Regions from separate parts of the Mus musculus genome. Here region 1 is linked to region 2. A link is a contact called in public HiChIP or PLAC-seq data. All regions are on one chromosome and are shown on one strand. Each heading gives the region's core, a stretch centred on a gene start, on an enhancer-like site or on the middle of the called end of the contact. The rest is flanking DNA. Distances are from core to core; before and after follow the strand shown. Region 1 has its middle 110 kb from the start of Gm34523. Region 2 overlaps 3110039M20Rik (RIKEN cDNA 3110039M20 gene).

What was found. HiChIP or PLAC-seq counts read pairs in DNA pulled down with a chosen protein or histone mark.
Region 1: an H3K4me3 HiChIP or PLAC-seq map of stem cell-derived neural progenitor cells shows a contact between it and region 2, with 7 times the contacts expected there. The contact joins two enhancer-like sites. A contact is called at or near these places in 4 of 39 promoter capture datasets (the HPC-7 cell line, cranial neural crest, embryonic stem cells and 1 more) and 7 of 115 datasets of contacts at active chromatin or transcription factors (embryonic basal ganglia, embryonic forebrain, embryonic hindbrain and 4 more).

Annotation. Positions count from the first base shown.
Region 1 is chr12:50,331,991-50,334,690 of GRCm38.p6, reverse strand. No RefSeq gene overlaps it. Among named protein-coding and RNA genes, the nearest start is that of Gm34523, 110 kb to the right of the region's middle. Within about 2 kb of position 1,295, at least 8 of the 459 cell types and tissues checked have an H3K27ac peak or open chromatin away from gene starts, as enhancers often do. A contact at or near this core is called in stem cell-derived neural progenitor cells, where this site is marked.
Region 2 is chr12:49,399,722-49,402,421 of GRCm38.p6, reverse strand. The region is part of intron 2 of 3110039M20Rik (RIKEN cDNA 3110039M20 gene); the gene reads right to left. Among named protein-coding and RNA genes, the nearest start is that of 3110039M20Rik, 11 kb to the right of the region's middle. Within about 2 kb of position 1,286, at least 122 of the 459 cell types and tissues checked have an H3K27ac peak or open chromatin away from gene starts, as enhancers often do. A contact at or near this core is called in stem cell-derived neural progenitor cells, where this site is marked.

The DNA.
Region 1 (2,700 bases), core at 46-2,545, 930 kb before region 2:
TATCTTAATTTTCTACAACACTTTTTTATGTTTCTTTCCTTTAATTTCTACGTTTACAACTCATAGAATAAAATTCTCAATTTTGGATCATCAGCAACTATCTTCTCTCAAAACTTTCAATGCTTTCCAGTATAAAACTGATGGATTTCTCTTAGAGTGGAAGTGAAAACCGCAAATGATATAGAAAAAGCCCTGGTATCCATGGAAGTCCTATAATCCTACATGGGTTACAAAAGATTAAACGGAATAATTCATATAAAACTCTCACAGTCTAGTGGCCCAGGGAATTAATGAAGCTTTCAAGAGTGGCATTTATTGTTAGTCATTCAACAAGTATTTTTCATGACCTTCAATGTACTGGTACACAGAAGTTGAAAAGACCCATATTCCTCTAAATCTTTACTCCTCCAATGCGATTCCTCTGTCTACTTTTATGGAGTACCAGGAAGGAAATGAACTTTGAGACTCACAGTCACAGGTTTTCTAACATCAAGCTTTACTGAATGAACTTAGGTAAATTCCTATAAACAATATTACTCTCACATAGCTTAGTGAGCATAAACAACTAGAGAAGTTGACTGCCATAACTTCTTCCTATTGTGGAGTTCAGGAGAGGATATCTGGTCTACCAGAGCTGGCGTTACAGGTAGTTTTTAGCCACCAAACTTTAATGGTAGGAGCCAAACTCTGATCCTCTTCAAGAGCAGCATACATGCTTTTAACTGCTTGATCCATCTCTCTGCCACAGGATATGATGGTTTTATTCATCTCAACATTTGAAAAAGGCAAGATAGCTGGATCATGTGGTCAACTGTCTACATTTTCTAATTCTCAGAAATAATGCTGTTGAGAAATAACAAAAAAAGAAAAAAATGTACTCTTCTGTGGTTCTCTTTTGTGTCCTGCGTTATATCCAGGAGGTTAGTTATAGGTAATTTCTTTAAATGACTATGAAGAGCCAGCCCTACTGATTAAATAATATGTTGGAGCAAGACACACACAGCATTCAAGAAATAAAAGAACCATTGTATCTCATGTTGTTTTTGAAAATATTCTTTTGGAGTTATGGAGACTGGTTTGTTCTGAAAAATTAGTTTGAATTTCACTTAAGAAATGTAGTCTAAATGACCTCAGTTTTCAAAGAAATTCAAATGGATTTTCTCCTCTTAATTTTGTTCTCACACTAGAAAATGTCTTGCATTGTCAGCTGACTCCTGAGTTACCACTGAGTGTCTCCCATGCGTGAAAGGCCCTCTGGATGCTTTCCAGGAGTTTTGTCCCACTTCGTGTTGAATCAGAGGCATAGGAGGACACATTTGCATAATAATATAGAAAGAAGAATGAACTTGATGTGAACAGAGTAAAAGGTCCCGAGGAAGTCACATCAGTGGATAGATAGAGAAACTCACGTAGTCTGGGCTATATTGAGCTTGATTATCTATGACTTCAAAGACCAGGACAATGTCACACTCTGCCATAAAATGAGTAGTGGCAGTTATTTTACAATGGGAATATTCTAATCATTTATTTTGTATTTGGTAAAGGAAAAAAATTAAATTTTTGATTGGATTCAAGAATTGAAAACTACCTTTAAGTTAATGTTCACAGAGAGATAAAATGTCTTCTAAGAAGGTCAGGGTCTATATTTAGCTGGAGATACCTTCAATACTTCAATACTTCAAAAAGTGTATTCTTTTATGATCAGCATGAATTTCTCCCTCCTATCTGGGTCTTTCCCTTCAGACTTACAACTAAGCTAGGAACATCTCAGAGGACATACAGTCTGGAACTGTGCTCCACAGAAAAACTGCAAAGTAAGCTACATGGACTTCATAAGATTGTAGCTTGTGTACACACAGAAACAATCATTAGAATAATTATCTTTCGACAGACCAATATTTCAAATCCTAATTACAAATTTTAGCCTCATTAGCACATTGTTTCATTTTATAACTTGGCTACCACATTTTATTGTTACAATTCATTAAAAATAAAATGAAAAATGAAGACAATCATAAACTTCATAGCAAAAGCAAAAAATAGCTGCCTAATTAATAACAATGCTTTATATTCACATAGCAGCTTCCCTTTAAGGCATTCAAAACATTTCACAACCATTCTCTCATTAATCTTATGGAGACTGCTATACAAATAGTTTCTTAGATCTCTTGGCTAAGGAAATTGATACACTAAATAGCTTGTTTCTAAGTGTTTTATCTTGATGAGAAAATGAAGTAAGCTATTAATACACATCTGTTACAATCTTTAAGCTAAGGTACCAAAAAGTCTGCTGTACATGTCTGTAAATTGTAAAATGTGCAGTTCAACACCACGCATAAAAGCCTCGGTCACTCTAAAGCCCTTCCTCGTCCTCTTTGTCCTCTTAAAATAATGCCTTTGAAGAACATCTATGTTGCTGACTGGATCAGTACTTCATTTTTGCGCGCGCCCAACTGGCCAGGAAGAACGACGCTGCAACAGGACCCTTCTGCAAACGTTTATTCAGTCCTGTTTCTTCTTGTTTATATCTCCCTTGTTTATATCTCCCTTGTTTATCTCCCTGGGCCTCTCACTCTTTTATACTCTCAGTTCCCATCCACGCACGCAGGCCAAGCCACCTCCCCAGGCATGCAGCTTCAGCTAATCAGGGCAGCAGGGGTATATCTCCATCAAAATGGATTCACCGGTATCCTGGTACAC
Region 2 (2,700 bases), core at 37-2,536:
TAACTTCCTTTTGCAAGGTATTCTTCACCTCTTATTAAAGAAGTAAATTTGTTTTCAAAAGACAGCAAAATGTAAAGGAAATGCCTTAAGATTAACTTCATCATCCTAAAATTCAAAGCATATATATATATATATATATATATATATATATAACCAAGAAAAATATTTCCAAAACTTTAGCCGCTCCCCTTGGGGGCATAGCTTCATAAATAACACCAAGATAACACATATGTGTTTATCTGCCTTTCAGCTGAGTAAGGAAAAAAAAAAACTGCACCCTCAAAGTGAGGGCATCCTGTCTAAGGAAGCCATCCCTTACCCAGCCATTTACTGGGAAGGCTTAAGTGCAGACACTGGTCTAGGCCCCAATGAAGGAAGAGGTCTAAACCTCAGCTGCTGGTGTGAATCCTGGGCCCGCGGTGGAGAAAGGGGCAAGTGAAAAGGTCTGAAAAGTCAGAAGTGATTTCCTTCTCGTTGGGCCTTTTCTTTCAGCCTTGAGCTCCCTTCTGCTCACTTAGGAAGTGAAGGCATTTAAAGAAAGCCGAAACTATATATAAACAACTGGAGAGGAAAAGTTTAAGACATCACCACCAGCCAGGAGGAAGGAGCCTCCCGGTGCCCAAACCACCCTTCAGCCACGTGACTGTTGTGAGAAGAGAGAGAGAGGAGCGAACCCCCCAGGCCGGGGACCGGGCTGGCCGAAGGTCCGGTGAGGACCTGCGGAGGAGGGGCGGTGCCGCTAGACGACCGAGAAGCCCGCCGCCGGAGGGTTCCAGGCCCCGGCGGCGTCGCCGCAGGCCTTCTCCGGGCGCCCGCTCCGGCCTTTCCCAGCGGTTCCTCCTTGCGGAGCCCCGGGCACGCGGCCGGAGGGTCTCCCGGCACTTGGCAGACAGCGCCAGGCGCCTTAGCGAGCTGCGTCCGAGCTCGGGGAGCCAGGGCTGGAGGATGGCTGGGTTCCGCCGCGAGGGTCCTTGGGTCCAGGGACCGTCCAGCGCCAACAGGCCGGGCCGGGAGGCTCCCCAAGGGCCGCGAGGAGAGCGCGGAGGCCCGGCCGGACCGTGGAGCCCGGCGCCCTGCTTCCCGAGGCGCGGTAGAGCGCAAGAGCGCGCGGGCTCGAGTCGCGCCACGCTTTTCAGTCTAAACTGGGAAGAAGATTGTTCCCGAGGTTTTGTTTATCCAGAGACTGAAAAGGGAGAAACTCAAGTCTGTTGGCGTCTTCCCTCGCCCCGCCCTACCCTGAATTAGTTTTGAAAAGCCTGCCCAGCGCAGGAGGGGATGGAGGGAGCAACCCCTTTCCTTTCAGCAACCCTCTCTCTCCCGCCCTCAGTCTCCACACACCCTTCACTAGCTCGGTTCAGGAGTTCGCACAAAGTCCGCCAGAGGATCGCCAAGAGCCCCTATTAACTAAGCCCCAGTAGATGATTGGCTTATGAAAATGGAAGTAGAAAGTCGCTTGCTTGTCACGGTATAATTAAAAATCACTCCCCTTACTAGTCTTAATAGTCAGGGCACTTCCACCACATTGTTTATAAGCTCCGGTAGGATCTAAAGTGAGAAGAGATTCCAGACGAAGTTGCTACTACAAATCCTCCACCTCAGTATTATAGAAACTTCACTTCCATTCCCAAAGGCCAAGCCTAATGACCCCAGGGGTCTGCCAATGGGTCTGTTGCCTGCTTACCTGGAAAGGGAAAGCAGTCAGGGCTCAGAATCTGAACTCAGTATCCTAACTACATGTGGTTATTGACAAAGGGAGGGGGAGAGTGGAGGAGGGAAATGGAAAGGAAAAACAGGGGGAAAAATGTGTTCATTTACACATTTCCTGTGCAGAACAAAAAAGTCCCACCATCAGCAAAAGAAGCCTTTTCCTCCAAAATAGCAGCCAAAGAGGGAAAATTAGAATATGCATAAAACTCCTTCATTTTCATTTGCACAGAGCATGATTTCCGGCACATTCGATGTAAGCTGCGCGATTAATCCCATCGCCTAAACAGTATTTCACTTAGCATCTTTCCAAAACTCACCTAAAGAAAATTACCATCTTCCCACGACCCTTTTTGAGGTACCATTTCCTAGTGTGTCTGCCAATGAGAATTCCCTTGATGGGGTTATAAGTTGGGGTTTCCTAGCCATCCTTTCCTCATTAACTGCGCTACTACACCAGAGCCCCATTTTCCTGAAAGCTAGCTGCCGGCTGTGAAGCCAGGGCTGGAAGCCACAGCCTAATGGAAAGTGTGTTTTAAAAGACAATAAACATGCATTTTTTTTATCCTCTTGCGTCCTGAAAAATCTTTCAAGTTAGCAGTAACCAAGACCTTTGCACATAGACACCTCTGAGCATCTGCCTGTCCTCAAGAATAAAAGAGAATTGCACAACCTTACTCAGAGCAATGCTGTGCCTCGCAAATATTCAGCCAATGGAGCCACTAAATCCCCACAGCATAACCTTCATGTTTTGTTTTGCCAGTTACAACAGATCTGGTTGCACCCTCCTTGAAAAAATTCTTTGTTGGGAAAAACCGTTAGCAACATTTGAAACAATTCATTCTTTTTGACCTGGACTTACTCCTGCCTGTGAAAATGTATGTTTCTTTTATTTAATAGAGTGTGAATAATGGATGGAATTTGTATGTCTTGGCTTACTGCTAAAAGAAAAGCTTCATTCCAGGAAACTCAACTCTAATTCTTCACTCCTCCATG